7 separate regions of the Mus musculus genome follow, and regions 1, 2, 3, 4, 5 and 6 are each linked to region 7. Evidence: chromatin contacts called from public ChIA-PET, Hi-C, HiChIP or PLAC-seq and promoter capture Hi-C data. All regions are on one chromosome and are shown on one strand. The core of a region is the stretch at or near the end of the contact, and the rest is flanking DNA. Distances in the headings are between cores, read along the strand shown. Region 1 holds the start of Copg1 (coatomer protein complex, subunit gamma 1). Region 2 holds the start of Rab43 (RAB43, member RAS oncogene family). Region 3 holds the start of Hmces (5-hydroxymethylcytosine (hmC) binding, ES cell specific). Region 4 holds the start of Cnbp (cellular nucleic acid binding protein). Region 5 holds the start of Efcc1 (EF hand and coiled-coil domain containing 1). Region 6 holds the start of Fam136a (family with sequence similarity 136, member A). Region 7 holds the start of Gfpt1 (glutamine fructose-6-phosphate transaminase 1).

What was found. Promoter capture Hi-C pulls out the DNA fragments that hold promoters and counts their contacts. A called contact is a pair of places that touch in the nucleus more often than the background predicts. ChIA-PET counts read pairs in DNA pulled down with a chosen protein or histone mark. HiChIP or PLAC-seq counts read pairs in DNA pulled down with a chosen protein or histone mark.
Region 1: a contact with region 7 is called in a FOXA1 HiChIP or PLAC-seq map of pancreatic cancer cells. The contact joins the promoter of Copg1 here to the promoter of Gfpt1 in region 7. A contact is called at or near these places in 2 of 115 datasets of contacts at active chromatin or transcription factors (memory CD8 T cells and pancreatic cancer cells) and 1 of 9 other capture datasets (liver).
Region 2: a FOXA1 HiChIP or PLAC-seq map of pancreatic cancer cells shows a contact between it and region 7. The contact joins the promoter of Rab43 here to the promoter of Gfpt1 in region 7. A contact is called at or near these places in 6 of 39 promoter capture datasets (hippocampal neurons, liver, neural stem cells and 2 more), 1 of 484 Hi-C or Micro-C datasets (B cells), 3 of 115 datasets of contacts at active chromatin or transcription factors (bone marrow-derived macrophages, memory CD8 T cells and pancreatic cancer cells) and 1 of 9 other capture datasets (liver).
Region 3: a contact with region 7 is called in a Hi-C map of B cells, with 10 read pairs. The contact joins the promoter of Hmces here to the promoter of Gfpt1 in region 7. A contact is called at or near these places in 2 of 39 promoter capture datasets (both in liver), 2 of 484 Hi-C or Micro-C datasets (B cells and CD4 T cells) and 1 of 115 datasets of contacts at active chromatin or transcription factors (extraembryonic endoderm stem cells).
Region 4: a promoter capture Hi-C map of second pharyngeal arch cranial neural crest shows a contact between it and region 7. The contact joins the promoter of Cnbp here to the promoter of Gfpt1 in region 7. A contact is called at or near these places in 9 of 39 promoter capture datasets (the 3T3-L1 cell line, 3T3-L1-derived adipocytes, the C10 cell line and 5 more), 1 of 484 Hi-C or Micro-C datasets (CD4 T cells) and 2 of 115 datasets of contacts at active chromatin or transcription factors (astrocytes and bone marrow-derived macrophages).
Region 5: a promoter capture Hi-C map of pre-B cells shows a contact between it and region 7, with 3 times the contacts expected there. The contact joins the promoter of Efcc1 here to the promoter of Gfpt1 in region 7. A contact is called at or near these places in 5 of 39 promoter capture datasets (the C10 cell line, hippocampal neurons, liver and 1 more) and 2 of 115 datasets of contacts at active chromatin or transcription factors (embryonic stem cells and pancreatic cancer cells).
Region 6: an RNA polymerase II ChIA-PET map of memory CD8 T cells shows a contact between it and region 7, with 33 read pairs. The contact joins the promoter of Fam136a here to the promoter of Gfpt1 in region 7. A contact is called at or near these places in 1 of 39 promoter capture datasets (erythroid cells) and 4 of 115 datasets of contacts at active chromatin or transcription factors (effector CD8 T cells, extraembryonic endoderm stem cells, memory CD8 T cells and 1 more).

The regions. Positions count from the first base shown.
Region 1 is chr6:87,886,577-87,889,276 of GRCm38.p6, forward strand. Copg1 (coatomer protein complex, subunit gamma 1) reads left to right here and starts at 1,364. Exons shown (of 24, transcript NM_017477.2): 1 at 1,364-1,496; 2 at 2,495-2,547. The coding sequence starts at 1,460.
Region 2 is chr6:87,810,481-87,813,180 of GRCm38.p6, forward strand. Rab43 (RAB43, member RAS oncogene family) reads right to left here and starts at 1,299. Exons shown (of 3, transcript NM_001039394.1): 1 at 867-1,299. The coding sequence starts at 1,064.
Region 3 is chr6:87,912,565-87,915,264 of GRCm38.p6, forward strand. Hmces (5-hydroxymethylcytosine (hmC) binding, ES cell specific) reads left to right here and starts at 1,412. Exons shown (of 7, transcript NM_173737.2): 1 at 1,412-1,447; 2 at 1,927-2,131. The coding sequence starts at 1,949. It overlaps Copg1 (coatomer protein complex, subunit gamma 1), which reads left to right. Exons shown (of 24, transcript NM_017477.2): 24 at 1-1,031.
Region 4 is chr6:87,849,681-87,852,380 of GRCm38.p6, forward strand. It overlaps Cnbp (cellular nucleic acid binding protein), which reads right to left and starts at 1,426. Exons shown (of 5, transcript NM_001347325.1): 1 at 1,224-1,426. It overlaps Gm44064 (WAS/WASL-interacting protein family member 2), which reads left to right. Exons shown (of 2, transcript XM_030255689.1): 2 at 680-2,633. The coding sequence ends at 1,558.
Region 5 is chr6:87,729,419-87,732,118 of GRCm38.p6, forward strand. It overlaps Efcc1 (EF hand and coiled-coil domain containing 1), which reads left to right and starts at 1,451. Exons shown (of 8, transcript NM_001159697.1): 1 at 1,451-2,122. The coding sequence starts at 1,475.
Region 6 is chr6:86,364,389-86,367,088 of GRCm38.p6, forward strand. Fam136a (family with sequence similarity 136, member A) reads left to right here and starts at 1,258. Exons shown (of 3, transcript NM_025591.3): 1 at 1,258-1,431; 2 at 2,222-2,362. The coding sequence starts at 1,345.
Region 7 is chr6:87,041,531-87,044,230 of GRCm38.p6, forward strand. Gfpt1 (glutamine fructose-6-phosphate transaminase 1) reads left to right here and starts at 1,316. Exons shown (of 19, transcript NM_013528.3): 1 at 1,316-1,475. The coding sequence starts at 1,469.

The DNA.
Region 1 (2,700 bases), core at 114-2,613, 850 kb after region 7:
TCATCTTTGCAGCTCATAAAAAGACCAATTCAGATATTTCCTGTTTGTCTGGAGTGCTTTAAAACTGCAAACACTGCCAGCCTACAAGCAGCCTGCCACATAGTAAGTGTGTTTGTTTTGGAGGAGACAGTCTTTAGATTCTTTAAATTGGTGTTATAGGGCAGATAATAAGAATAAAATCTGTTGTTTATATTTTCTATTTGTAACTGAGCTTTTAACCCTGGTTATGTAATGATAAGTCAGACATATTTTGTACTACTGGATAATCATTAGCTTGTCTTTGTTCTGTGAAACTTGTGTAAATAAAGACGCTCTTGGTTGCTAGTCAGTCAGAGCAACAGAAATGGCCTGATCTCTAATAAGTAAGTCAGAGTTACAGAAATGGCCTGATTGCTATCAAGTCAGAGCTGCTAAATTCCCCTAACTATCTGGCTTGGCTTGCCTCACCCTCTCCCCTTGCCTAATACTCATCTTCTCTGTGGGCCAATTTGTCAGCAACAATATTTGAATTCCTTGTCAAACCACAAGTTTTATAGTATTTGGTAGAAAAGACTCATTTAATAATTTTCACAACTGAACCTGGCCCTCAGACTTGGCAGCAAGCACCTTAACTTAGCGGCTGAGCCATCTCATTGGCTCTATTTTTTGAGGTGGAAGTCATGTAGGTCTGGTGCAGGGGGATGGCCTTGAACTTCTCATCCTCCTTTCTCTGCCTCATGAGTGTTGAAATTACTCGCTATGTCCAGTTATATCTCAATGTTAAAGCACAAATGTACATAACTCTATTCATTGCCTTACAAAGCTAGACTCGGATGGAATCGGTTCCTTGGCTAGCAACAGATGCCCTTTTCCCTCTCACCACCATCTCTGTCATGGTGACTCCTCTGGCCTCAATCCTTGGGGCCAGTGAACTTGTTTGAGAGCAGCTTCCCAATAAATTTGCCCTTAAAATATTCTAACCTGACTTGAATTGGCTCATTTTACCGGTGGCGGAAAAATAACCTATTAGTGAGACTTACTTCCGGAAAATGACAATAAAGAGTAGCAGGGAACATGTATGGGGTCAGCGTGCTGCATGCAACCCTCCCATCAGAATGCCCTTTAAATTCAGCCAGGGGTAACTGCAAACACAGCAGCCACAGGACCACAAGGGGGCGCAGAAGCGGAGCACCCGCAACCGCAGGTCTAGGCTCCGCCTCCAGTGTCTAGCCACGCCCACTTTCCTGGGTCTCACCCCTCCCCTTCCGCCCTCTTCCACCTAGGTTTTGGCAATCTCCGGACAGGCAATGAAAAAGGTGGGCGCAGTTGTGCGCAGGCGCAGACAACAGAGTGCGCAGGCGCAGTCCATAGTGCAGTGCTCAGGGCGACGTGGCGGGCGGGAGTACGGAAGCCGCAGGGAGAAGCTGTTCTCACCGCTACTCTGAGCATCTTCCTGCTGCGTGGAGCTACCGCTGACACCATGTTGAAGAAATTCGACAAGAAGGACGAGGAGTCTGGTGAGGGCCCCTTGAAAGACCTGGGGAGGTCAGATCCTCGTAGGGGTTCATGGGACCTTCCTTGGCTTCCTTCTTCCGGGCCTCTGTCAGAGCCAGATCCGAGGCCCAAGAGGGGCAGGGGCTTGTGCGCAGGTCCATCTATATCTGTTCTCGGAGGAAACGTGCTGTTTGCCCTCTCCAGCTCTGGCCAGGATTTCTGCGTGACCTTGTGCGGGTAACACTCCTCTCTGGGCCTCAGTTTCCCCATCTTGTCAGAGGAGGTTCCCAGGCTGGATGTTACCTTGCATTTCACCCGACCTCTTGGTATTTGCTGCGATAATTCTTTGCCTATCTGGGTGTAACCAGTCCTACAGTTAATAACCCTGACCGTTTCATTCATTCAATAAACTACAATTACTGAACATCAGGCACCTCACTGATCATAATATTACAGTAGCTAAAGCAAGTTCGATACTAGATGCCTGCAATAGGAATGTTAGGATGGAGAGCCCAGACAGTAACCAGATAATCGCATGCATAATTTTTTAATGTAATATCTGCTGTCAGGGAAACTCAGTCACAGGTTAGTTAGTGTTGGTTGTCTCCGACACATAGATTCATTTAAGTTCTGGTTGCATAGATCAGTGCCAATTATTGAACCCTAAAATGCTCAGAAAGAATGCTTAGGTGACTGTGAGAGAGCCTTGACGGCCTCTGGTAGATGATAGAGACTTCCTTCTCTCTTCCTCGTGTTTGGCAGGTTTAGGGTCACAGTTCGGGGCTGTAACTCAGTTGATAGAGTGCTTGCTTAGCTTGGGTGAAGCCCTGTGTATGATCCACAGTACCATGTAAACCAGGAGGCCGAGGCGGGAAGATCAGATGCACAAGAGCCGACCTCTGCTACATTTTGAGTTAAAGGCTAGCATGCGATACATGAGAGTCTGTGTCAGCACAGGAAAAAGGAGAAAAGCAGTTCATTCAAGATCACAACCGTAATCAGTCTTCTCTGTGCACTGCAGGTGGAGGCTCCAACCCCCTCCAGCACCTGGAGAAGAGTGCCGTACTCCAAGAGGCAAGTGCCACCATGCCTGTGTCTGGTCAGGAATACCTGCCAGCCCTGCTGTCAGATACTAACATACATGGAGTGCTGGTTTATAAAGCCTGGGTCCAGGAAGATGGGACTTTATTCATTGTATTTGCTAGTGTGGCTAGTATTAGGGCAGCC
Region 2 (2,700 bases), core at 49-2,548, 770 kb after region 7:
CACCCAGTTCTCTTTAAAGCTGTCTTGAAGATCCTTGTGAACCAGAAACCGTGAAAAACGGCAAAGGATTTCTGCAGGGTGGAAATCAGGAAAGTTACTAAGAGCCTCTGTGCACAAGAACAGCGCTGTGTCCTGTCCAGGATGCTACCTTTTTTTTTTTTTTAGGGAGGACAGACACCTAGGTTAAGAAACTTGATTTCATTCATCACAAATATTATTTATCAAATCATTGCCAGGACATTGTGACAACCACATCCTGCTGTTTCTGCTGGGGTCATTGCCAAAGTTTGCTTCTCTCCCCCACCTTCCGGTATCTGTGATGAAGTTTTCGGTTTCTATCAACCCTTAGTCGGGGAGGCCCCCCACCCCCACCCCAACTCCGCGCTGGCCCTGGTGGAGTGGAGTTCCACCACCGGGTCCATAAAAGAGACCGCGGGGAGGCGTGGCCAGGGAGGAAATTCTGACAAAAACTTTTGGACCTCCGGTCCTAGCAGCCACTACTTCCTGGTCCCTCCCGGTCACGGGGATGTCGTTATTTGGCTGAGTGCTCCCCAGAGGGCCGCGCAGGGAAGGGTCTGTCCCGGCATGCGTGGCGCTCACGGAACGGCCCGCAGGTTGCCTTCCACCGCAAGTTGTTTCGAAGGAGTCCCCAGGCTGAGAGACGGGGGGGCGGGAGTGGGGTGCAGGCTTCCTCCTCCACGCTCTGGCCGCCCACTGTCACCACTCCCAGAGCCCAAGGTGGTGCTTTCGGACCTGAACCCAGCACGGACATCAAGGCCCAAGCCCGTTCTGAAAGAAGGGGAAGCCGAAGGACTGGCCGCGAACCGCCCGCCGGGAGCAAAGCAGCGGGCCGCGCCGCCTCCCACCTTGACCCGCTTGCCCTGGATCTCCAGCGTCTTCATGGTGAAGTCGACACCGATGGTGCTGCCCTGACGCGCCGAGAAGGCGCCGGTCTTGAAGCGCTGCACCACGCACGTCTTGCCCACGCTCGCGTCGCCCACTAACACCAGCTTGAACAGGAAATCGTAGTGTTCGTCCTGATCTCCCGGGCCAGGGCCCGCCATGGCTCCGCGGGAGTCCTGGGACGCAAGGGCCCGGCTTGGGCTAAGGACAGCCGCGGGCCGAGGTCCGTGTGCCCTAGCCGGCCCGCCGCCGGGCTACGTGGAGCGGCGGCGGCACCTGAACGAGCTGCACGGCGGACCGATCGACCGTCCCGCTCCGCCCCGCCCCGCTCCGCTCCGGAGCCCCGAGGACTCGGCTCCGCCCGGGAGCGCACCGCCCGGCCCTCCGCAGCTCTCTGCCAGCCGTCGGTGCCGTGCCGGCCCACGGCTACCTCAGGCCCGCTCGTGCGCCGCCTTCAGGGCGGGGCGAGCCTCCCTGATCCCCAGCACCGCCCATCTCCCGCCACTCCGCCTCTGGGTCCCGCCCCCAGGACCGCCCAGTCTCCCCCTCCCATAACCAACACCTCCTAGCCTGTCAGTACAGTCCCGACCCCCCAGCACTCCCTCTAAGCTTCTCACCTCCCCGATCCTTCTCCGAGCACCGCCCGCACCCCACCACGGCCAAAGCCTCCGACCCTTCTCTCAACACCACCCCAATCCCGCCCTCAGCACCGTTCTTTCTCACTTCTCAGCACTTCACTAACCCGGACTTAAGCCCGGTGCGGATTCGCTGTCAACAACGCCTTGATCCTCTATTTGGTCCTGACCCCGCCCTTAACATCTCTTACCCCGCCCTAATCCTCCGGAGCCTCTTGGCTTGGACCTCGCCTTAGGCACTGCATCCAAGACGGAAATCCACCCGCACCTTTTCGTAGCCCTGGAGCTAACTCCTCCCTAACGCCTCTCAACTCAGCTCTCCGCGCCTCTTCAACTCCGCTTCGGTCCGCTGCGCCCCCATAGCAGGCTTTGGCCCCTATTAGGTCAACAACTCGTTATAATCGCCAGTTCATCATTCCCTAACCTCATGCCCTTCTCAGCCGGGCCCCACGTCCACCCCTCACTGACATGCCTCCGTCCCTCGCCTGGCCTGCACCCAGTGGGGAACAGGCAAGAGTCGTTTCGGGGCAGGGGACAGCTATGGCTGACAATGAAGGGCTGATGAGGCAGAACACAACTCAATGTTCCCTCTTCGGAGAATGGAAAGTTCTGGTGACACACAGTAAAGGCAGCTTCCCTTAGGTGAAAAAGGAAGACAGAGGAAATGAAAATCCTTGAGGGCAGAATGGCCTAGAGTTCCATTTGGAAGAATTGATAGAGCAGACAGGAGTCCAGTCAAACCTGGGGTGGCTGGGAACAGGAGTCCTGGTCCCAGCCAAACACCTCCTGCACAAGGGAAACCTGTGAGTCAGCCAGCTCAGAAGTTTGGCCTGAGAAACCTGAAGTCACAGAAATGGGACCCAGATGTCTGTAAACAGTTTGAACTAGATCAAATAGGCCCCATCCCTAAAAATGAGAGAAAGCTGAGAATACTCTAGCTTCTTTGGACAGCCCCCTTAGGCCCTGCATGGCTATTTGATTCGATAGTTTTTTAATAATGGCTGTTGCAAGCCAAACATTGTTCTAGGGCCTTGAGATCCATCCATGAACGAAAGGCAAAATCCAAGACAAAATCCAAAACTTCCCCAGTAAGGAAGGGAAGAGGAAACTTAAGGAAAGCAGAGAAAGCAAGCCCCCAGGCACCATCTCCACAGGCCCTGTG
Region 3 (2,700 bases), core at 162-2,661, 870 kb after region 7:
ATAAGTCAGCATGTATTTCTTGAATAACTGCTGCTTCTGCAGGCTCGTGCTCAGGGCCTCCACTTCTCCCTGAGGCCTCCCTTCACCAAATGGAGCGTGTGCATAGCCCCTCGGGACTGTCAGTGCCAAGCTTAGGGTGGGGTTAAAGGCTAGCCGAATGACAACAGCTAGCAGGTCTGGTAAGCCACTCATCTACAGGCATCTGTAGATGGATGGGTGTCCAAAGGTCCTTAGAGGGTGTCATGATCTGCTCTGGGTCTATGAGTGGGAAAAACAGTATCTGCATTCCTTTTGGGCTGGAGTAAGAAATCCTAGGGGATGCTTCAGGGCTTGGGCTTTAAACTCAAATCAGGTGGTTTAAACTGTTGGAAACACTTGAAGAACTGGACCTCCTGTGAGGCTACTCAGATGGCTCAGCAGGTAAAGGTACCTATCAGGACGGACTACCCACTTGGTAGAAGGAGAGGACCATTTTGCAATAGTTGCCGCCTAACCTCATGCACACCTGTATACTGTATGCACATGCACATGTACACATTAGAACAGAGGCCTGCACCTTTAAGCCGAATCCCATAACATGAAGACATCAGGCTACACTTGAGCATCGTTAAGCTGTTTTAGCTATGGCCTATTTCATGACTGGTCCTGGCTCCACCATGTACTTGGTCAGGCATGCAGTGGTGAACTAAGTAACGTGGTGTGAAACTTCCTAACAGGTTATAAAGAGATTTCTCATTTGGGGGGTTTTCTCAAGTAGGTGACCTGAAGGCTGCTCCCTAAAGACATCCCTCTGTCCCCCACCTTCCATCCCTCTCCTGGGGACTGAGCAGTTGCTCTTGCCTGGCCTCTCTGCCTCATTCCATCCCTTTATGAAGGCCTCTCCAGGCTTTAAAGGAAAGCCTGACCTTCAAGGCCACATCCTGCTTAGCCCTTCCTGACTGTATTCTTCCTGCCTAATACCCTCCCCTTCTACTCCCAGGCCTGGTCATAGCCTGGAAGCCATTCCATTCAAATAAACTTCATTAAAGAAATTGGTGTCAGCCTCCTTTTGTGAAGATTACAGCTTACTCTAGTTTTATTTAAAGGCTTGCACACACCCCACACACAAATGTTAAAAAGGAAACCAGGTGGGGCTTCCTGACCCTTAGGGGTTTGTGGGAATAGCTAGAGAGTCTCAATTCGGATGGCCTTACACATTGAGGGTGGGCAGCACAGGTTTTCTGGCTTCAGATTCCGGCCTGGGAAGGGGGACCCTGAGGCCTCCTGGGGTGCCTGTCTCAGGTCAGTGCATTTTGTCTTGCTTCACCTAGCCACACCCCCACCTGTGGGGAGGGAACCCCGACGGCGCGACGTCACGTCGGGGGCGGGGCGGGGTTACCGAGGAGCGGGACGGGCGTCTCTTAGGCGGACGCTAGCTGCGAGGAAGGGTGGACTAGACCCTCGGGCGGTGAGAGGACGCGGGCGCGTGGGGAGGGCCTCGTTGAGGGGATGAGGACGGACGGGCGGGCGGGAGGAGGGCCGCGCTGAGGAGAAGCTAGCGGGCGGAAGAGAGGACCCGGCGGAGGGGACGCCGGCGGGCGGGCAGGCGAGGACCGCCCACGTTCCGAGCTGGAGCCTTGGCGCCGACAAGGCCCCGCCCGGGACCTGAGCGTGTCCCCGCGGGGCGGTAGTGCGGTGGCCGCGGCCCGCGAGTGTCGCTGGCGTCAAAGCCGAGCGCTCTCACCTTTCCCTGCTGCGTCCGTGGGAAACAACCTGGGAGGAGCGGCTTTCTTTCTCGCCCGCCACCCGAGGGCCTGCTTGGGGACTGTGGGCCCCGCAGTGGCCGGGACTGGCTGACCTAACGGAGCCTCCGCGGAAGATGTGGCTTCGCGGGGAGATTGGCGTGACCTAGGGAGGAGAACCTTAGGGTTTTGTGACTTTCTCTAGGTCTGAGCGGCAGCGCTGAAGTATGTGCGGGCGAACGTCCTGTCACTTGCCCAGAGAGGTTCTCACCAGGGCCTGCGCCTATCAGGATCGGCAGGGCCGGCGGCGGCTCCCGCAGTGGAGGGACCCCGACAAGTACTGCCCCTCCTACAACAAGAGCCCGCAGTCCAGCAGCCCCGTGCTGCTCTCCAGACTGCACTTTGAGAAGGTAAGGAGTGTGTCAGCACCATCGGAGCTTCTGGGCCAGCATCGCCGTGGCCATCTGACTCGTGACCCATGTGCCGCCATCTGCCCAGCCTCCGGAATGACCCGAAAAGCAGCCTTTACAGATACATTAAGGCCCTAATCCCTCTGGGTCTCTGCAAGAAATAAGTCAGCATTCTTCAGGGTCAGTTAAACTGTTTGAATGTATGCCCAAATTATGTGAACCTCATATCTGAATACATTTAAGAATTCTTTTGAGACAGAGTCTTAACTATGAATGTAGCCCTGGCGGTCCTGGAACTCCCTATAGAGGCCCAGCTGACCTCAGATTTTCAGCAAATCTGCCTGTCTCCAGAATCCTGTATTACAGGTGTGTACACTCTGACACGCTTGACTCTCTCTCTCTCTCTCTCTCTTTTTTTTTTTAAGATCGCATTTTTCAAGTATTACTGATTTATCAGCGTCATCTGTCCTTATATTAAAAACAAAAAAGCAAAAACCCAAGTGTGGTGTCACACACCTTTCATCCCAGCACTTAGGAGGCCGGAGGAAGGCAGATCTCTGAGTTGGAGG
Region 4 (2,700 bases), core at 176-2,675, 810 kb after region 7:
CATTGTCATAAGTCTCTCCAGAATTGGGTCAAGCAACAGGAAATGGTAATTTTTATCACATAAAACTACATCTGGGGGTAAATTGGGGATATAACTTAATTCCCTTTTACTTTAATGCAGTCAGATTGAGTGTCGTGGTTTCTTGTCTATTTTGTGTCTTCAAGAATATTGCAAAAACCTAACCAGCCGATTGCTGTGCAATGTCTCCTTTTCCAAGACCCCCACCCCCACCCCAGATGTAGTCACTTCCTCTGAAAGTGCCTGGTGGCCGAGGCCATGTGCTTGACATGTGGCAACAGGCAAAAGGCTTCACCTATAAAATCAACACCTAAACCCAAGTGAGAACGATTAAACCGTCCTAAAACAGGTTTTCACGGTAATGAAAAATCTAGATTGATCTTTGCCAACTCTACTTCCGAGGCTTTCTTGTAATTTATATCCATTTAATCCGAGAAATATTGGCAAGGACTTCTGCCACCCTGATGGCCTTAAAGGCCTGACAACCTACGGGTCCTATCCACCCGGTTCCCGCTCCATTAAAAAAAAAAAGGGGGGGGGGGGGTGAGGGACCTAAGACTTGACTCTCATCGATCCAGGGAAAGGTGGTTTCTTTTGACTAACGATGTCGAATAAGCTGCTTAAGAATACGAACTACAAGAAATCAGGAGTTTGAATAAAGGTCGCCAGTACAGAGAACCGAATCCAGACTCCCAAGCCTTACAGCGGCGTGCGCGGGCTTCGTCACAGGCCAGGTCCTGAGGCCCCGCAGCCGCTGGCACATGGCCCGCCAGGCCTCCACCGGGCGCTCGGCCTGGGGACCTCCACCTCGACCAGGCTCTCGCCCCCGCCACACCGCCCCGTTCCAGGAGTTCCCGCCACACTGGCCCTCGGCGCTAGGCCCGCGCGCGACTCTCCTCGCCTCGGCCCCAAGGGCGCCGGGCCTCGTCGCCACACGGATGAGGCCTGCGTGGCCCTCGGGGCCAAGAGAGGGCCCCACGCTCCAGCCCTAGTGCCAGCGCCGCAGGACGGACAGGACGCCCGCCACAGTACGGCGGGCCAGAAACTGGAGCCGAGACGCCGCTCGGGCCGAGCCCCGCGCCTGACGCAGCAGGGCGCAGGCCGAGGTGCGGCCGCCATCGCGCCTCGCAGTTCCGGCCCTCCGTCCGTCTCGGCCGCACCAACCCCGCCACCTCCGTTGCGCAGGCTACACCCTCGCCTCTCACCTTCGGCGTCTGAGCTGCCCACAGCGGAGGAGACTCGGACGAAGAACCAAGAAGGCGACTCGCAAAGCAGCGGCTGTTTATTTTCAGGGTCCTTGCCTGCGCCACACGCGGGTCTGCACACGGCCCCACACACGCCGCTGCGCACGGCTCTCCTCCGCCTCGCCCACGGATCCAATCAGCGCAGGAAGCCAGGCCAGCCAATCAGAATCGCCCGCTGGGAGCGCGGCCTCGCGCGAGGGCGGCAGGGGCGGGGCGGACTGCTCCACGCCCAGCCTCTTCCGGCCCGCAGCGCTCGCGGCCTTCCCGCCCGTACCTGGGTTCCGTGTCTACGATGAGTGGTTCGCTGCTTTCCTACTAGCAGTTCGTCCCTCGAACCTTTGCTGGTTCTCTCCAGCCTACGGGGCTGATCCGGGCAGTGGTCGCAGCTTGCGGGAGCCAATCTCCCCCTGCCCGGCCTCCCCTAAGCCTGGTGGGGCTCAGAAGCAGACCAGGTTCCAATACACACACACTTAGGTTTGGGGGAAGGTCTTAGTGGCCTGATCATAGAAGCGGCTGTGGCTACCGTTACGGTCCATGAGATGCGTTTGGGTTTTGTGTTTCCTGGGTATAAACCGACAGCGCGCTGCTAGTGCCCCTGGCTTGCAATAGCCCCAAATGAAAATGCCTAATGAGGTTGAAGATGGTGACAGGTGATTTGTGTCACAACACTTCTTGTGACCCATAATGAATGACATCCCTAGGATTTGTGGATGAGAGGAGGCCAAGAAAGTTATTGCCTGGGCTGCCCCATTCAGGAGTGACCGTCGTTTGCATTTCATGGTGTCTCCAAAATAGATTGTGTGTGTAGTCATAGGTCCTCAAAGCAGAAGATAAATTTTTCCTGTAAGTCCTGGGTTTGATTCCCTAGCGTTACCACACACCCTGAAGACAATTTCTATATAAACTAAAGCATTCTAGAACTCTGTCCCGTTTTAATGATTTTTTTAATACAAACATGAAGAATCTGGAAATCTCAAGTCTCTTGAGTTCTAAAAAGTACTAAAATTTGTCTAGATTTTAGTTTCCGCTAGCGACTTACTCTTTAAACTTACACATGGGCCTGCAGAAATGACTTAGAAGTTGAGAGCAGCCAGGCGTGGTGGTGCATACCTTTAGTCGCTTGCACTTGAGAAGTAGAGGCAGTAGGATCTCTTGTCAGTCCAAGTTCATCTAATCTACATAACAAGTCCCAGGTCAGCCATAGCTACATAGTAAGACCTTTGGGCTGTAGATATGGTTTAGAAGAGCATTTGTCTCGCACAAGACTCTAGATTCCATTTCAACAGAAGAACAAAATGTTCAACCATAGTCAGACCCAGTCTCAAAATAAGCAAAAAAAAACAAAAACAAAAAACAAAAAAAAAAAAAAAACACCAGCAACAACACATGCTGCTATTGAAGAGAACCAGAATTCAGTTCCCAACACCTATATCCTACT
Region 5 (2,700 bases), core at 201-2,700, 690 kb after region 7:
TAAAGTAGTCGCTTCCCTTAGCAGAAGGACAAGTTAGAGACTGAGCAGTATTGGGGTGCACATGGTGAGGGCAGGGTGGGGATGGAGGGAGTAGAAATATTGAAGTACTAGACTGTAGTTGTGGTCAGATAACTGTAACATACTAAAAACTGTTGATCTGTACATCTTACAGTGCAATCTCCCATTTCAGCAAAAGAGCCAGTGCACCGATAGCAAAGGGTTCACCATCACCAGAAACAGCAACCAGATGTTCTGTGGCTGCCATTCCTTATGTGCATCCTTGTAGAAAGCATCCAGTAATGTTCTGTGCAGTGTTGTTATTATCACATACCATTCATTAGTCATAACAGTCACAATAACTGCTGTAGCGTGTTTCCTCGTTTATCCCTGTTCCACGATTTGTCCTGCCTGGGCCCCTGCTGAATATCAGCTTCTAGCCATTATAATCAATAATGTGGTCAATGAACATGCTGTGCATGTGGTTTTCCAAGGTAGAAGCCAAGGTATGGTATTGTACATTATTCCGTTAAATTGCCATTGGTTTTATAATTAACATATATATGTACACATGTATATCCAAAATGCTTGGGATGTCTGATTCCTTCCCGAAGTGTGTGGAACAAAGGACAAAGTGCTGGTCGGGGGTGCTATAATGGAGGAAACAAAATGATAATGCTTTTCAACTGGGATTTGTACACAAAACAAGATCTGCTTATCTAATAGTCAAGGGCCGCTGAGTTTGCTCTTCGCTCCAATATGGCTGGGTAAGGTTCCCATGGCAAGCGCCAGACGGAGTCAATACTACATTTCTGTGAAAGAGAGAAGAAAAGCCAGTTAGCTCTCAAGAGCAAGCAGGTCTGCCCAGCATCTTCCAGAATCAAGTTCTAGGGCACCAAAGAAAATAGTGGCCAAACAACTGTTTACCTCATCCCAGCCAGCGGAAGGAGCTCAGGCCAAGCAACCACCTGGAGCCCAAAGGTGGCCGCGGTAGACAACCACTTTCCTCTCACCAAAACTCTAACTTCATCCACGTCCAAGTTTGTTTCCTCCTCGGTTCTAGTTACGAGGAGGGAGGGAGAGCTTAGGAAGCAGTCTGGAGAAGAGGCAGAGAACGGCCGGCCGAGGGCTGGGAATTGCAGAACACAACAGCAGGCGCAGGCGCTCCAGCCTCTGGTGACAATAGCGGAAAGGCCTGGAGAGGGCAAAAGAACTGAGTCAGGAACTGGTTACAGTGATGGGGATGGGGATAGGGATGGGGAGCGATGGGGAGTGCAGGTCAAGGCCATTACTAGAGCGCGTAGCTCCAGCGCCTCCCATCGGGACAAACACAGACGTCCTGCACAGTCCACGCAGCTGCCTGGATACGGTCCCGTGCCTCTCTGGCCTGACCGTGGCCGCCCAGCCCCTCCCTCCGCGGACGCGGGCGGCTGTCTGAAGGCGCCGATCTGCCGAGAGAAACCGCCAGGGTTTGGGCATGGAGAGCTCGGCGGGTGACCCATACCGGCGACCTGCGCGGCGCACTCAGTGGCTGCTGAGTGCCTTGGCTCACCACTACGGGCTGGACCGCGGCGTGGAGAATGAGATCGTGGTGCTGGCTACCGGTCTGGATCAGTATCTGCAGGAGGTTTTCCACCACTTGGACTGCCGGGGAGCGGGCCGCCTACCGCGCGCCGACTTCCGTGCGCTCTGCGCGGTACTGGGGCTGAACGCTGACGGGGAGACGGCCACGGAGGACGCAAACTCCGCGGAGGCGGCCTCCACGAACCCGGCTGCTGGGATGATCGCTGGCGGGGACGCGGACGTCAGGGAAGAGGCGCGCCTGGCTCTGCGAGCCGACCCTCCAGAGCTCACCTTCCGCCAGTTCCACGCGCGCCTCTGCGGCTATTTCAGTAGCCGAGCGGGGCCCCGGCTGCCCCGCGGAGCTCTTAGCGAGCACATCGAGACACAGATCCGCCTCCGCCGCCCGCGCCGCCGCCGCCGGCCTGGCTCACCGAGCCTGCACGGTGGCGCCTATGGCGAGCGGGTGGCACATCTAGAGGAGGAAAACAGTAGCCTACGCGAGCTGGTGGAGGACCTACGGGCTGCGCTGCAGAGCAGTGACGCGCGTTGCCTGGCCCTTCAGGTGCGAGGGATGCCTCGGGTGGAGACAGAGACGCCCCACCGCGGCCCAGCCCCTCCTCAGCTGGTTCTCTCCGTTCCCCATTCCACCCCCTTCATTCCAACTTCCACCCCAATGTATCATTCCTTAAGATCCCAACTTCCTACCCAAGTCCCTTCTAATCCTAGAAGGAACCTGTTTAAGTAGCCAAGTAGTGATGGGTCAGCACACATCCTTCTTCGGGAGGTTTAAGGAAAACAAAGGACTGACTGCCCTTCCCCAAGTCAGCGAAACTTGTTGAATCCCTCACAGCCAGGCCTCTAGCCCAGGTGAGAAAGACAATGATGGCCAGCAATGAGGGCCAGGCTCACTCTGAGCTATTGAGGTGGAGCCATTGAGTGAGCTGGTCTCTGGGATCAGTCAACGAACACTTGAGCCCTCGGTGTTCAGTGTAGCTCAGGTGACCAGCTAAGGGAGAAAAGGGGCCCTTATAGGCGTATAGGAAGAGGACCTGCGTTACATTGGTGTCTCCTGTCTCCTAGTTGCTGCAGAGTACAACTAGGTGTCAAAGTGGCCTTCGTGGTTCATATGTCTGCCAGGAG
Region 6 (2,700 bases), core at 8-2,507, 680 kb before region 7:
ACCTGGTCTGTTGGGTGACCACTGCCATCGCCCTGGCTCCAGCTGCTCCTGGAAGATCCCTGTAAGTCCGGCTTCAAGTAGTGGACACATTTTATCCCCAACCCTGGTATCTGAGAGAGGGAAAGCCCAGCCATGGAGGAACACAGCTTTTCTCAAAGGACAATGGGTTGTGTGGCTTTTCCTACCCTCAAAACAGAGCTAGCCTGCCATCTAGTGGCGAATCACAGCAAGTGCCTAAAATCTCAAGCACTCTTCACACGCTAGTCTTTTTTTTTTCGTTCCAGGCTATTCCACAAAGCTTCAACCTTTTTTTTCTGTTTTGCCCTCTGAAGCTTCCCGTACCTGCCTGTCATTCTTTTCCTTCTCCAGAGTGCCAGGCAAGGGCCTTCTAGTTCAATACAAAAATTCAATGCTAGCTCGCCGAGAGAGATTTCCCGAAACACTCGAACTTTCCCTTATCTCTATGGGACCACTTATAGCCCAAGCTCTTCTAACGCAGCCTTTAGTAGCCCTCTTCCTAACCTAATGATGCTCCCCTCTGCATCGGCCCATGGGAAGAAGGGACCACTTGTGTTTCAGAGATGACTGCATAAGACAGTAGAAATGGGAACACGAGAGCACATGGCTGACAGAACCAATCCATTCAGAAACAGCTCGCCCTTACTCAACGGTCTCGCTATCTACAGCCCCTCCATACCCCCACACTACTCTTGAGACAATCTAGAATACCGTACCCTTTACTCGCAGTAACTAGTAACTCGGCATAAATGTTCACCAGCTGGGGAATTGACAAAGCAAATTGTGGTATGTACATTTAATGAAATTCTGTTCGGCAACAAAAAGAAACCAAGACAAAGATAGCAATAATAAAATCTGATCGAGCTGTACAAGAGCTGCTAATTACATTCGCTTTTTTAAAATTGGGATTGACAGAGGGAGAGAGAGAAAGAGAGGAAGAAAAGAAGTCAGACGACGAAGAGATCTTTGGCCACCAAAAGCCTGGCTCCACGGAAGAACCAGCGGCGCGCCCGCTGTCTCCTGCCTGAAGTTGCTTAACCTAGACGCCAGGGGGCGATGAGGATGCGGGAACGGGAACGCTTACTGAGGACAAGGGCGCAATGGCCAGGGGCCAGGGCGAGGTACTCGGAAGACTGTGCGGTGACTCGGTGGGGGGTCGGGCTCAGCGCAAAGGGGCGGGACTCACTAGCTAGGGGCGGGGCGCAGCCGAGGGCGGGGCGAAGCCGGAGGGTGGGACTCAGTGGCTTGAGAAGCCCGCACGGGCGCAGGGGGCGGGGCGCAGCGGGTGCACACGCGGGCGCCGGCGCGGCTGAGCTCAGGGTCGCCATGGCGGAGGTGCAGCAACTCCGAGTGCAGGAGGCTGTGGACGCCATGGTGAAAAGTGTGGAGAGAGAGAACATCCGGAAGATGCAGGTAGCGGCGCGGTCCGGCGCCCAAACGGGATTGGAAACTCGGGCGGGGGTGGCGCGGTGACGTTCGAGCTCCGGGCCTCGCGTGGGGCGGTTTCCTCCCACCTGGCCTCGGTGACGAGCGTTCGGCCGCCCCTGAGGTGATCTGGCGCGAGGCTCGGAGGGACCGGCCCAGGAGAACCACCAGACCGAAATCCCTTCGGGCCGTCCTGCGCTGATTTAGATGCCACGAACCCTGAACGCCCGTGAGCGTGGGCCCCGTCTCCCTCACCCTACTGGCCTCGCTTAACTTCACCCCTTAATCACCCTCTACTGTTTCGATCGCCTTGTGGGGCGTTGACTAGCCAGGCCGACCTCTGAACTCTGCTACAGAAATACAAAAACTGATTTTCAGAACGTGGTTTCTTCCGGTTCAGTCTTGGGTACATTATCTTATCAGTGAGCTCATAGCAGCACACAGGGTCTCTTTTAACCCAGGTTGACTTCCAACCCCCGATCTTCCTGCCTTCACCTTTGGAGTGCGAGGATTACAGGCATGGGCCACCACCCTGGCTTTGTGCTGTGCGGAATGGAACGCAAGGCTTTCTTAGAACTAGCAAGCGCGCTCCCAAGAACATATATCCCCATCCTACAAATGTTAGGCCTGGTAACCGTCCCAGTCTTACGAAGTCCTGATGATACGGCGGGAAAAATAAAACAAAACAGGTAGAGAAGCATGGCCTCCAAGGCCTTGTCCTTCGAGAGCTGTCCTCAGAGTCTTTCCAGTCTCACCAGGCTCTGTCTTCGCTCCCCAGGGCCTCATGTTCCGGTGCAGCGCCAACTGCTGTGAAGACACCCAAGCATCTATGCAGCAGGTGCACCAATGCATCGAGCGCTGCCATGCGCCTCTGGCTCAAGCCCAGGCTCTGGTCACCAGCGAGCTGGAAAGGTTCCAGGTCAGGAATGCCTCACAGCTCCCAAGTCCTTGAACAGCAGCTCCTTGGCAGGGGATGAGAAACACTCGTTCTGCCTTAGGTCCTGTCAACACTGGTGGGAGCCCTGGTGTCCGTGAGGGTTGATATTCTGGAAGAAGCCCTGGGTGTGCTGTTAAGTTGTGCTATATTTGCCACAGAAACAGTAATATAAAAGAAAGTTACCAAGGGGGTTTCTAACCAAGCACCTTTATGCCTTTTTGATGTACCAAATACAATCTATGTTGTGTTGTATAAAATTCCTTAAAATGTATATTAATTTGGGGCTGTAGAGATGACTCAGCATTTAAGAGTACTAGCTG
Region 7 (2,700 bases), core at 66-2,565:
AGATAGGCGATAAAAAAACTGAAAAGCCTTTGCTTCCTTGCACATACAAAGAGCTTAGGACAAGCCTATAAGGCTTTTATCACTCTTTCCAGCCACCAGAACAGTTTTAATTTGCCACGTATTGCTCTGGTCTATGACTAGGCAAGTGTTGGTTATTAAAAAAAAAAAAAGCCAACCAAACAAACAAACAAAAAAATCTCACTCTATCATAAAGGAACTTAACAGTTTAGTGGGGAGAGGAAAAAAACCACCTTTAATACAGAAGTCTGTTATAGCCGGGCGTGGTGGCGCACGCCTTTAATCCCAGCACTCGGGAGGCAGAGGCAGGCGGATTTCTGAGTTCGAGGCCAGCCTGGTCTACAGAGTGAGTTCCAGGACAGCCAGGGCTACACAGAGAAACCCTGTCTCAAAACAAACAAACAAACAAAAAACAAAACAAAAAACAAAAAACCAAAGAAGTCTGTTATTGTATGAGACAGATCAAAGGATGAGATGTTAAAACCATCTTGGGGAGACCTAAAGATGTCACACTTAAAAGTGGCAAGGATGTGATGTGGGACTCTGTAGAATAACCCTGGCGTGCAGTTTTGAATGCTGGAGCAGTAGGAAGGGGATTCTGGCTGAGAGTGCTTCTGTGGGCCCTACTCATTCATTTCCGTTAGAGCTATCAAGTGCGGGCTGATAACCAGCTACTTTTGCTCCAAGGTATTATTTAAACCTTCTGAAAGGGAACGCCCCGCTAACTCCTCTTTTCTCAACGGAGAGTTCATTCGCGACAAGAGCGATCCCGAGTACAACGTGCCCACAGCTTCCCTGAGCGCAGGCGCAGTGCTGGGACTACTGACTAGTGGTACCTTAGGCAGAGAACAGTGAGGAAGGCAGGGAGTGGGGCGCTGAGCACCTTGCCTACAGCTCAGGTCGTCACCGGAATGGCTGCCCGAGGGCGTCCTGCAGGCTCCCGCACCTCTGCGCCAGCAGCGCAGTTCCGGCCACCGTGGCTCTGCACACTGACACGTCTGTCCCAGGCTCTCCCTCCTGCCCTACAGCTTTTCTCTCTGTCTCCCTCCTTCCCGTTCCCCTTGAAACACACAAACTGCTGTGTAAACATTCCCTTCCTCCTCCTCCTCCGAGGCTCGGCTCGCCCTCAGCGGGCGGCTCCAGGAACCTAAAGCGGATGCTGGTCGAGCCCCTGCCACGTCGCTACCCGCAGCTCTGCGTCTGCGCGCTGGGCGGGCGATGCCTGCGCGTGAGCGGCGCGGGCGCGGCCCAATGGGAGAGCCGCGGCGGCGCGCGTGGCCGGGGGGGGCGGGGCGGCAGTTGAGAGCGAAGCGAGCGCTGAGTCGGACTGTCGGGTCTGAGCTGTCGCATCCCAGAGTCCTCTCATTGCCACCACCCCGGCCCGAGCTCACCCTCGCTTCTGAAGCTCTCCGCGCGCCCGACAGCTCAGCCCTCGCCCGTGACCAACATCATGTGCGGTAAGGGCAGCGATGGGGGTGTGTGGTGGCCGCAGGGCCCGCGCAGTGAAGCCAGAGGTGGACAGCGCGTGTCAACAGAGCGGCCTTGGGGCTGGGGTCCTGAAGAGAAGGGGGGCTTGTGGAGCGGGCATCCCGAGGAGATTGAGGGTCCTGAGGGGAGCCGGGATCTGGAAGGAGAAGGGTCTCTGGGGAGAAAGGCTGCTGTCCGTGAGGCAGGGACTCTAAGATGGGGATTCCGGTGTTGAAGGGGCGGCCGGAGCTAGTGTGCTTAAGAGGGACCGGCAGAGGAGATTGTGGGGGCCCTAGGAGTCAGAGGCTACTTAAAGGGGCTAGAGGATTGGGGGTGGGGTGGGCCAGGGAGGGTATCAGAGCGTTCAAGGGGCACCTTTGCATAGAGCTCAGAGGATAGATGAATACCTACCTTAGAAGAGCTGTGAGGCTCAAAGTGAGACCAAGTATGGAGGGATGCCTAGGGGAAGGTCCACCAGGTGAGTGAGGCGACCTGTGAACATGCTGTGTGGTACTGGGGGTTAAACTCATAAAGGCAGCTTGTCAAGTGAGTGAGTACTCTTTCCCTTAGCCACACCCCCCAAATCCCCTTTTTCTGTCTCTTTGTAACTGGGTCCCACTTGGTAGCCCAGGTTGGCCTGTAATTCACATTGCCCTGTCTCAGCCTTCCAAGTGTTGTGATTATAAGTATGAATGACCACTCCTGGCTGGTAGCATTTCTTGAATTTACTTATCTTGCAGTCTTAAAAATACTTAATTCTAGTCACTTTATTTTAGGCAGGCCTGCGAGAACTCAAGCCAACGCACTGACAGTGATACCCCACATGACTTCTGCCACTCTTAAGTCTCTCAACAGGAACCATTACTAAATCAATAACTTGATGAAATGGGCTCAGAGCTGATCTTGTTGGAAGAGAGAGTAGTAGTCCTGGCTAAAGATCCCACATCATGCATGTACACCTGTTTAACATATGTCTTTACTACAACCATTAAAAAAAACAGGCTCTTTTATTCCATATTTTAAGGCTTCTTATTTAGCTGGGCGGTGGTGGTACAACGCCTTTAATCCTAGCCCTCAGGAGACAGAGGCAGGTGGAAATCAGTGATTTTGAGTACAACCTGGTTCCAAGACAGCTGGAGCACAGTTACACAGAGAAACTCTGTCTTACCCCTCACCCCCGCCCCCCATTATCAAAAAGTGTTACTAAAAGATACC